Regions from separate parts of the Sus scrofa genome. Here region 2 is linked to region 1. The links are chromatin contacts, called in public HiChIP or PLAC-seq maps. All regions are on one chromosome and are shown on one strand. The core of a region is the stretch at or near the end of the contact, and the rest is flanking DNA. Distances in the headings are between cores, read along the strand shown. Region 1 holds the start of ACTR2 (ARP2 actin related protein 2 homolog). Region 2 holds the start of RAB1A (RAB1A, member RAS oncogene family).

Region 1 (5,184 bases), core at 1,284-3,783:
AGTCAAATCGGAACTGTAGCCACCGGCCTACGCCAGAGCCACAGCAACACGGGATCCGAGCCGTGTCTGCAACCTACACCACAGCTCAAGGCAACGCCGGATCGTTAACCCACTGAGCAAGGGCAGGGACCGAACCCGCAACGTCATGGTTCCTAGTCGGGTTCGTTAACCACTGCGCCACGACGGGAACTCCTCCATGTTCAATTTCTAAAGAGAAAAGCTGACATATTAACAAGACAAAATATTTTAAACTCAGTTTTTGAAGATTTACATTTATTTACTTATTGCCACATATGCTACATGTCGAAGTTCCCAGGCCAGGGACTGAAACCTTGCCAAAGCCATGACCCAAACCACAGCAGTGACAATGCAGGATCCTTAACCCACTGTGCCACCAGGGAAGTCCCAATTTACATTTATTTAGAGGTCAATCTGAGACTACAATGGGCACCAGGCTAATATTTTTTAAATATTGCACCTTTAACTGAATTTGAACTGTAAAAGTAATACCTGCTTCTAGTTAATTTCATTTAAAGGTAGCAATATATGTTTTGTTAAAAAAAACAAGGACAGGAGTTCCCGTCGTGACTCAGTGGTTGGCGAATCCAACTGTGAACCATGAGGTTTCGGGTTCAATCCCTGGCCTTGCTCAGTGGGCTGGGGATCCAGTGTTGCCGTGAGCTGTGGTGCAGGAAGCAGACGCGGCTCGGATCCCGCCTTGCAGTGGCTCTGGCGTAGGCCAGCGGCTACAGCTCCGATTAAATCCTTAGCCTGAGAACCTCCATGTGCCTCGGGGAGTGGCCCTTAAAATGGCAAACCAAAAAAAAGACAAAAAAAAAAAAAAAACAACCACCAAGAACATTTTTCCAATAATTCAGAAGTCATGAAGTCCTTCCCACCTTACCTCACTCTCATTCCTAGTCTCCACAGGTAACTGCTATGAACATACATTTCTTATGAATCCCTTCAAAATTTCACATACACATACACATTTGTGGACACATAAATATTTTAATAAAGAGCACATAAATGGAATTGTGGTAAATTTTTTTTTTTTTTTTTTAAGGGCTGCCCCTGCAGCATATGGAAGCTCCCAGGTTAGGGGTTGAATTAAGAGTTCTGGCTGCCCCTCTACACCACAGCAATGCTGGATCCAAGGCGAGTGTACGACCTACTCTGCAGCTCATGGCAACACGGGATCCATAACCCACTGAGCAAGGCCAAGGATCAAACCCACATCCTCATAGATACTAGTCAGGTTTGTTACTTCTGGGCCAGGACGGGAAGTCTCTCTTATCTGTTTTTTAACTCAGTTCAGATAAAGTTGGTATAATTATTGCTTGTAAAAGACTGTAACAAATTCAATCAAGGTCAGTATTACTGAAGTGAATATCAGCTCTTCTTTCCCCTCAACAATCCAGTTTCCAAACTGCTTTAAAGTTGAAATAAAATCGATTTTAACTCACAATGTTACATTTATCGAAGGAAGGGGATAAGAGTCACAAAACATTGCAACTCCAAAATGATTAGAAATTTTTGTAATGTAGTGATCACTACAGAACTCATCTAAAATAAGTGACATTTTTGTCTTCTAATTTGCTAGTTTTGCTGCCCAAATACAATTTTTTAAATAAGGAAGAGGGCGATTGAATGAGACAACTTTCAAATTACTTGTCAGTGTTCCTCTCAGATTTTTACAATGATTTTCCTTTTAGAATCTTAAATACTAACATTATCTCATCCTTCAAGTAAGGAAAGAGAGGAGGAGGGGTACCCAAACTGATTAACTTCCCCTAAGGTTAGTGGAATTAATACTCGGGACTTCAGGGGTTTAAGATCATCCACTGAAACATGCTGGTCTCTGCGATGCTGCACCTGGGCCAAATTTCCAGCATGCAGAACAAAAAGTAAATGATTCGCTGCCGAACTGGCTTCCCCTACCCTCAGAAATCAAAATCCAAAAACCCAAAAGCTTCAAACACTACCAAAGGACTAGGGTTCATTGCATGACAGCACTTCCCTTTTTTCTTTAAACTCGTTTCCTGCCTCCCGTTCCGTATCTTCAACTACACAGGAAGAGGAAGGCCTCTTGGTCGTTCTCCTTTTTACATACCGGCGACCCTGGGGACAGGAGCCCTTCTGCAGCACACAAACCCAGCCTTTTACCCCCTCCGGCCCTTCAGCCAAATCGCCGCGGCTCAAGCGCAGAGCCGACCCCGGTGGGGCGGCAGGTGGGAACCCCATCCATCCCCCGCCAGCCTGGCCAGCCGTCTCGACCCCGAGATGCTGGAGTGGTGGGCTCGGGGACCCAAAGGGCCCCGCCCGCTCGCGCCCCACACCGCGGAGGCAGGAAGTGCTGTCCCGCGCCCCTGGGCTCCGGCTGCCGGGGGCCCAAAGGTGCCGCCCCCGGCGCCAAGGGCCCGCGAGCCGCCAGCACATCCCCGCCTGGGCCTGTGGCCGCCGTACCCTCCCCGCCGAGCGCTTACCCCAGTGCCGTTGTCACACACCACCACCTTCCTGCCCTGGCTGTCCATCGTCCACCGGAAAGAGCGCCTAAGCCGCCGCCGCCGCTGAACAACCTACAGCCGCCTCCGTCCGCCGGGTTCCTCTTCCTCCTCCGCCCTCTTCCCGGCCCCTCCTTCGTCCCAACTTTCTTCCCCCAACCGGAAGTGGCCGCCCGGCCCCGCCCGCCACCTAACAGACTGCCTGTGCGGAAGAGGTGGGGATGGGAGGGAGGAGGCAGATACTGGCAATGGCGAGCTCCAATAAGAAACAAAGAAGCCCGAGGCCCCGCCCACGTCGCCGGCTCCTCCTCTGGCTCCAGCTCCACCTTCACGGTCGCCGCCCGACCAGGTTCTTCCTGTCCTCGTCTTGTTACCGGCGCCTCCCGGGGCCGTAATGGTACCCCCAGGCTTCGCATGAGTTAAGGGCGCCGCTTACCCGGCTGCAGAAGGAGCAGGCAGACGAAGGACACCGGGTCCGTCGAGGGACGGCAGCGGGTTGTGATAGAGAAGCTTGCCAGGAGGGCGGGAGGCGGGAGTAAACCTAGACATTTTTGCTAACCCACCTTTGAACAAGGCTTGGTGTGTCATTGCTTTCTAGACCTTTTCAGTGGACAGAGCCGGGGTGGGTATACACACGTGAAATCATGCATTTATGCCAATTCCAACTCAACTCATATTTGCTCGATTCGCCTTTAGTAAAATGAGCGAAAGTGAGCCTCATCGATCACCACTTCCCTCCCAACAGCACCATGTTGCTTCGTACCTCTTCTGTGTCTGTACGTCTTTGAACCCAGAGTTTCTGTTTTGACATCAGACAATCCCATTTTCAAATATGGCCCTGCCACTCAAGAATTATGTGATCTGGGCATAGCCTTGTAAATGCATGGGGATAATAACATTTACTTCCATCAGTTGTGGAGATAAAATTCTGAGCAGAGAGTAAGCGTGTTCTACACTCTTAAACGTGAAGTTCTCTCTGTAGTGTCCCTACTTATTTCTTTTTAATCCATCAGAGGACTTCTCATGCTCTCAAACTCAGTAGTCACATCTTTGAAGACTTTACAGATAATCTTTGAGATGTTCTTTACTCTTTGCTGTTATTTTTCCAAGAATGTATTTATTGGACAAACGACATTACAATTCATCTAGAAAAAAGTCATCATTTTTGAGAGGTGAGGACTAGAATTGTGCCTTTCCTCCCTGTAAAGATATAATAAGACTAAAACTTGGATCATGAATCCCCAGTTCAGTATTATACTACTAGACTGCCTTTCAGTTTCACTTTGTTCTTTTATTAGCTAGTGGTTTTCAAAACTTACAAAGGCATAGAATGTTTCATTCAAATTTAATCTTATATGGAAACCCAACATATAAAAATAGATCAGAATAAAGCTATCACAGTTGTTGGAAGTTTGAGAAGTTAAGATGGGTAGGAGGGGAATATGTGTCACTGCTTCTGTTTCAGTAGTCTTGGAGGTACTGGAGAGTGCTGAACAGTGCATTCCTTCGTAAGTTATACATTTTACTTCTTTGGGCCTAGCACTGTGCAGTTTTTCTGGAAGTGTTTTGTTTGTTTGTTTGTTTTTCCTTTTTAGGGCCACACCCGAGGCATATGGAGATTCCCAGGCTAGGGGTCAGATCCAAGCCACATCTGCAACCTATACCACAGCATACAGCAGCAGTGGATCCCTGACCCACTGAACGAAGCCAGGGATGGAACCCACATCCTCAGGGATACTAGTCAGATTCATTTCTGCTGTGCCATGACAGGAACACCTGGAAGTATATTTAATTGGTCTCAGCAAATTGTACCCAGGACATTTCTAGCTCCTTTTACTTTTCCTCTTTATGAAATTAAATGGATTCCTAACTTTTACTTTTTAAGAAGTAATATTTGTTGTACCCTTCTGATTATAAAATCAGGATACATGGATGATAGACGATAGCAACAAATTTGCTACACAAATGGACTCCTTGTTACACAAAACTCTGCGTTATCTGCATTCAAATATAATGCTCTTGGTGACTGGCTCCTGCCTTCTACAGCAGACTCATCCTGATCATTTCACTTTCCTCCAAATAATGTGATCTCACATTTTATCTTATTTTTTTGATTTGTTAGACTACTTTTTGTGTTTTTTAAAATGATTTTTGTTTTTTCCTTTGTAGTTCGTTTACAGCGCTCTGTTAATTTTCTATCATAAAGCAGTGACCCAGTCACACACACACACATATATATACATTCTTTTTCTCACATTATCCTCCATCTGTTTCTTCATAAGTGACTAGATATAGTTCTCTGTGCTATACAGCAGAATCTCAGTGCTTATCTACTTCAAATGCAATAGTTTGTATCTATTAACCCCAAGCTCCCAGTCCATCCCACTCCCTCCACACCCCCTCCCCATGACCTCACATTTTTAGGTTCTTAAATTTTTTTTGGTCATTGGAGGGCGTCATTTCTAGCCTTCTACTGATATTTAATGTATATTATTCCACACAAAATCTCATCAGGCTGATACTCCCTTTTTACACATGACAAAATGGGAGTTTTAATAAACTTAGTCACCAAGATCTACATACAGAAATCAATATATTTATATATGCCATCAGTGAACAATCTGAAACTTAAATAAGAAAAACAATTCTATTTACAAGAGTATCAGAAAACCCAAATAAA
Region 2 (5,184 bases), core at 1,998-4,497, 110 kb after region 1:
CACCATTCTCTAAACACATGTGTATCTTCACATTTGTAGGTCACCTTTGTGTCACTTTTCTTTTGTCATTCTAGAATAAATGGCTCCATCTTCCCCATTTCTGCCAATGATCAACATTTTATTCTTTTTCAAGGCCTAATTCAAATACCACCTCCTTCATGAAAATATTGCTAATAGTTTGAGTTGGAATTGTTTCCCTCCTTCCACACGTATCATTTTTGAAGGTCAGGTTTTTAATTGAGGTATAATTTATATACTACTAAATTCACCCCTTTCAGGTGTATAGTTCTATGACTTTTGACAAGCATATACAGTTGTGTAACTATCACCACAATGAAGTAATAGAGTATCTCCATCAGACCCAAAAGTTCCCTTGTGTCTCCTTGTAGGCAGTTCCCTCCTGCATTTCTAGTTTCTGGCAATCACTTTCACTGATTTCTGTCCCATACACCTCCTATTATTTAAATGTATTTTTACATATTCCCCTTCTCAGTTTTGTTTGTGTACACATCTTTCTCTCAAGAGGTTGTTTTCTTGCAGAGAGCTGTAATCACACACCTTTGTATTCCTCATGGTCCCAACACATTTATTACATGACAGGTTATAAATATTTAAAAAAAGAAAAGGGAAAACAAAGTAAGAGAAAACAAAGAAGGAGGAAAGGAAGGAAGAAAGGAGGAAGAAAGGAAGGAAGAAAGAAAGAAAAGAATGAGCCAAAGAATGAATGGACAAATAGCCCTAGGAGAGTTCTGATTTAATGAGGGGCAATCAACAGCTCTCATGCTACTTTAATAAATTATTCTGAGTTATTAATCTTAATTATAAAAGCAGCTACTCTTAAATACTGAATATAAAATATACTTTTTTGGGGGGAAGGAAGTCTTAAACTGTCACTTTTTTGGGGAAGGAAGTCTGAATGTAAATGGCATATATGGTGAAGTAGAGGTGGCAAAAAAACCACCCACCACTCCCAAGTTAAAAAACCATCTAATACTCCCTGCTTGCATATTACAATCCCACAACCACGATATGAGACATTCTGTCTTTAGTATACAGTAGGTCCACTGGAGACTTTCAAGGAGAAAGGTAATTACCATTTACAAAGTGCCCCCAAATTCATTGTACTATACGTTTTATTTGGCTGCTTTTTTTGTTGTCTTCCCCCCCCCGCGCGCGCGCCCATGGCATTCTGAAGTTTCCAGGCCAGGGATCAAGCCCCAGCCACAACAGTGACCAGAGCCGGCAGGGAACTCCTATAATGTTGTATTCAATTCTTACAGTTACTCCATTACTTAGGTTAAAAGTTACTAGTTATTTGTTGGGAAAGGAAATAAATAACTAAAGGAACTATAGGGGTATATATACTTCCAAGGAGAGGAACAGGTGAAAATTTTTATCTTTGGCTCAGGATGAACTCTTCACAGATTTTCTGAGTTTTTCCTTCGGTGAAATCACAATAAGCAGAAAGGAACAAGAGTCCAGGATAATGCGCTTTTTGATGTCTGTCATTGATCTGCTCAGGGTACTTCTCTTGAAATGGTGACCATGTTCATTTCGGAAGCCAACATGATGAGCAGGAATTCTAGTGTACTATTTGATGAGGTTGTCAACTAAGGCACATGCTGGAATTTGTCCCTTAAGGCATATAGTTAGTAAGTGGGTAGAAAAAAGAACTGTCTTCTTTCCATATTTTGGTGTCATGGGAATTTTGCAATCAATCTTTGGAGATAATTTTCTTGGTTCTTAGGACAAGTTGGAAGATAAACTTTGGACAATGTATTATACTATGCCCTTTGTAATTAAGTAACCCGAGATAATGTGTTAAAGTTTAGTGGAGTTTTGAATCCCTGAGCTAATTAAAGAGAGCTGTTAAGACCATAAGGTTTTTAAAAAATTTGTTACTATTATTCCTGGAGTTTCCAGGCATTATATAGTGATGATCTGCACTATCGGTTATTAATTTCCAATCTTGTAGAATGGCTCAGAATGAAATAACTAAAAACAAGTACAATTCAATCCAAAGGCTGGAGCCAGGGCAGAAAGATCACGAATTTTTGTCTGGCTCCAGGTTGTGTCCGGTCCACACAATGTGGGGGCACTGAGAGGCGTGTGGGTAATGATGGAAACGTTACTTCAGCAAGTGAAATCTGGTTATAGGTGCAAAACGGCCCAGGGCAGAGAAGAGACAGAGGCAGATAGTCCACTCGGCCAAGTGTGCTGCAATATCCAGGCTGAGGTGATCAGAGTAGGGCTGGAAAGAGAATGGTAAGAAAATGGTAGTGCCTGTAGCCAACACTGGACGATGACCAGACCCAGTGGAGCTGCATGAGAGAGGAAGAGAACTTAAAGTACGGCTTCGTGTTTTCCAGAGACCCAAAGTTTTCCGTGGAGGCCCCTCGACTCTTCTTCCATGCTTAGAGCGGACGCCCTGGGACCAGCAGGGAAGCTCAAGGCTCAAGCTGGTCAGGCCAGCATAAGGCGCACAGGAAGTAGCACCGGCCAGGTGCGTCCTTCAAAACCCCACTGTCCCCTTCCCTGCGCCTCGGCACTCGAGCTACCCCTTGGATTCTGTGCAACCTCTCTCCCCACCCTCCGGGTGCCCTGTTCCCCACCCCCCTCTTCCGCCAGCGGCCGGCACCGCCCTCTGTCCCTCCCCTCCCCCTCCCCCGTGGGGCGCTGACTCGCCCGGCTGCCACGTCTCACTGATGACATCACCAGGGCCTCTTGGCCTTAGCCAATCCGCTAGGGGGAGTCCGAGCGAAGTCCTAGCCAGCGAGTCAGCGGGGAGGGGAGAAGGGAGGGGCGGAGCGGGGGGAGTAAGATAGGGGGGCATGGGGCGGGCGACAACCCCTCAAATACGCATGCCCCAGAGGCGCGGGGCTTGGCGGGAAGCTGAGTCCGGATCGCGACACCGCATTGTCGTTCCCCAGCGCCTGCTGCCGAGCTTGCAACTCTCTTTCCCGGCATGCCACGCGGTGCGGCCGCCCTTTGGGCTGTGTAAAGGCCCCTCGGTCTAAGGCTTTCCTATTTCCTGGTTCGCCGGCGGCCATTTTGGGTGGAAGCGACAGCTGAGTGGTGGCTGCTGCTGATTGTGTTCTAAGGGGACGGAGTGGGGGGAAGACGTTTGCTCTCCCGGAACAGCCTATCTCATTCCTCTCCTTCGACTACCCGTGGCGCGGAGAGTCAGGGCGGCGGCTGCAGCAGCAAGGGCGGCGGTGGTGGCGGCGGCGGCAGCAGCTGCAGTGACATGTCCAGCATGAATCCCGAATAGTGAGTGCAGGAGAGCACCGGTTGGCTGTGTCCGTGGGCCAGCTCGGGAAAGCTTAGGGGGGGCGAGGAGAGTGAGGGCCTTGGCCAGGATGAGGGGAAGGTGATGGGGCAGGACAGGTTAGCGGCGGGGAGTCGGGCCCCATTGTTTGACGGAGGAGGGGCGGTCGGGGGGAGGGGTCGGGCCGGAGGGGTAAGCGGCCCTGGCCTGGACCCAGTCTGGTTGGAGGGCCTGAGTGCCAGGTCGGTGCGGAGGAACAGTCTGTTAAGGGGGTTGGGGCGTTGGGGAGTTGGTGGTGGGTTGGGAAGGGGTAGCTTCTTTTGGAAGCAGTGGTTTGTGAAGGAGGACTTGTTTTTGAGGGGAGGAGATGGGTGGGAGAACTCTCCTAGAGGGCACTGTCAGACCCTGCGCCCGCATCCTGCGGAGCTGTCAGAACCGTCGGGGTGGAAACCAGCTTTACTTGTAAATCTTGAGCTTGTTGGCTCTCACTTCTACCTTCCCCGTCAGGTTGCAGGTAATATGGATGCTTTTCAGGACTGCGTGGGATTGAGGGGAATGAGTAGATGGTGAAAATCGATATAAAATTTTTAGTTCTTTTTTAGTTATTTCTTGGAGTTCTTTACCAACTCCTCGGGTCATTGCCTTCCTAAAAACCTGGCATTTGTGAGAAATTTTTTTAGAGGACACTGAAGTCATTTTGTCTTGTATAGGTCAAGAGAAAAACAGAACAGGAGCACTAAAACCTAGGGATATCTTTGGTTGGTACCAAATTAAAGGGAATTTTAATTTTCTGCCAAGTTGAAAGGGAAACGAATGGGCCCTATGATCTGTAGGTTTTGGATTACCTACTTGAATGCTTGCAAATAGGGAATGAGGTTCCATGACATGTCATGAAAAGTTAATGCATTTCTTTTTCTTGCTTACTCAAAAAGTCGCCACAGCAGATGTGACACACCTGGCACCTTTTCTGGGAACTGGTGTGTTCACTTTCCTTGGGAAGACTTTATTGGGCTCTCATTAATGGCCCTAAAAAAAAAACCTTCTACATTTTGCATATGTACATTAATGAATAATTGGGGGAGATTTGTTATTCCTCTTCAGTGTCAGAGGGCTTTGGGGGAGGGGAGAATTATTTTAAAGCAAAACCCAGTATTTGTCCTAAATGTTGAGTTTATTTTCTTCTTCGGTCAATTACTGCTAAACTTTTCCCCTAAAAAGGTCCACCCATCAGTTTAGCTGACTGTCATGTGTGTGTCACATGGCTCTTGCAAAATGCATTCTGACTTCAAGTTTTGTAATACTGTGGTTTGATGCTGAAATATCCCTTTTTTTGTACTAAACAGAAGCCATAGTAATTTATTAAAACTTTGTATACTTTAAGACGTTGAGGATAGTGTTCTGATAGTGTCATATTTGCTCTGTCGGCACTTTCCTATTAAGGGCTCCAAGGAGAAAGTTGGTTTTGCATAGTTGGGCAGAGTTGAACTTGAGGTTCCTAACTAGTTTTCCTGGCAACAATAAAGTACATGGATTTTCCATTTTATGGAAGTTCGTCTTCTATTCAGGAAGTTTCTTGTATTTGCTACTTATGTTTAGTACTGTAAATAGGTTTTGAGGATTAACTGAACAGAACCCTGACAAATGATTTAGACTGTGAATCATTCTGTTTCCCCTTTTGTAAAATAGGACAATAGTGATTATTTCTATCAGGGTAGCTGTGAGGCTCAAGTATGTGTAAAAGAATTTGGTAAATTGTAACAGCACTCTGGGTGATATACATCATTATCATGTAAGGCATTCCCGTGGTGCCAGTATTTAGGAATGTAATCCTTATCCTCAAGGAATTTATAATGGAATATAAAAGATAGATTTTATATATGTTAAATACCAGAAGAAATGGCAAGTTCCAGATGTGT

Evidence for each region. HiChIP or PLAC-seq counts read pairs in DNA pulled down with a chosen protein or histone mark.
Region 2: a contact with region 1 is called in an H3K27ac HiChIP or PLAC-seq map of alveolar macrophages. The contact joins the promoter of RAB1A here to the promoter of ACTR2 in region 1. A contact is called at or near these places in 4 of 47 Hi-C or Micro-C datasets (adipocytes, blood and heart right ventricle) and 2 of 2 datasets of contacts at active chromatin or transcription factors (alveolar macrophages and skeletal muscle).

Annotation. Positions count from the first base shown.
Region 1 is chr3:76,726,564-76,731,747 of Sscrofa11.1, forward strand. It overlaps ACTR2 (ARP2 actin related protein 2 homolog), which reads right to left and starts at 2,534. Exons shown (of 9, transcript NM_001134354.1): 1 at 2,487-2,534. The coding sequence starts at 2,534.
Region 2 is chr3:76,834,426-76,839,609 of Sscrofa11.1, forward strand. RAB1A (RAB1A, member RAS oncogene family) reads left to right here and starts at 3,248. Exons shown (of 6, transcript NM_001031787.1): 1 at 3,248-3,270. The coding sequence starts at 3,248.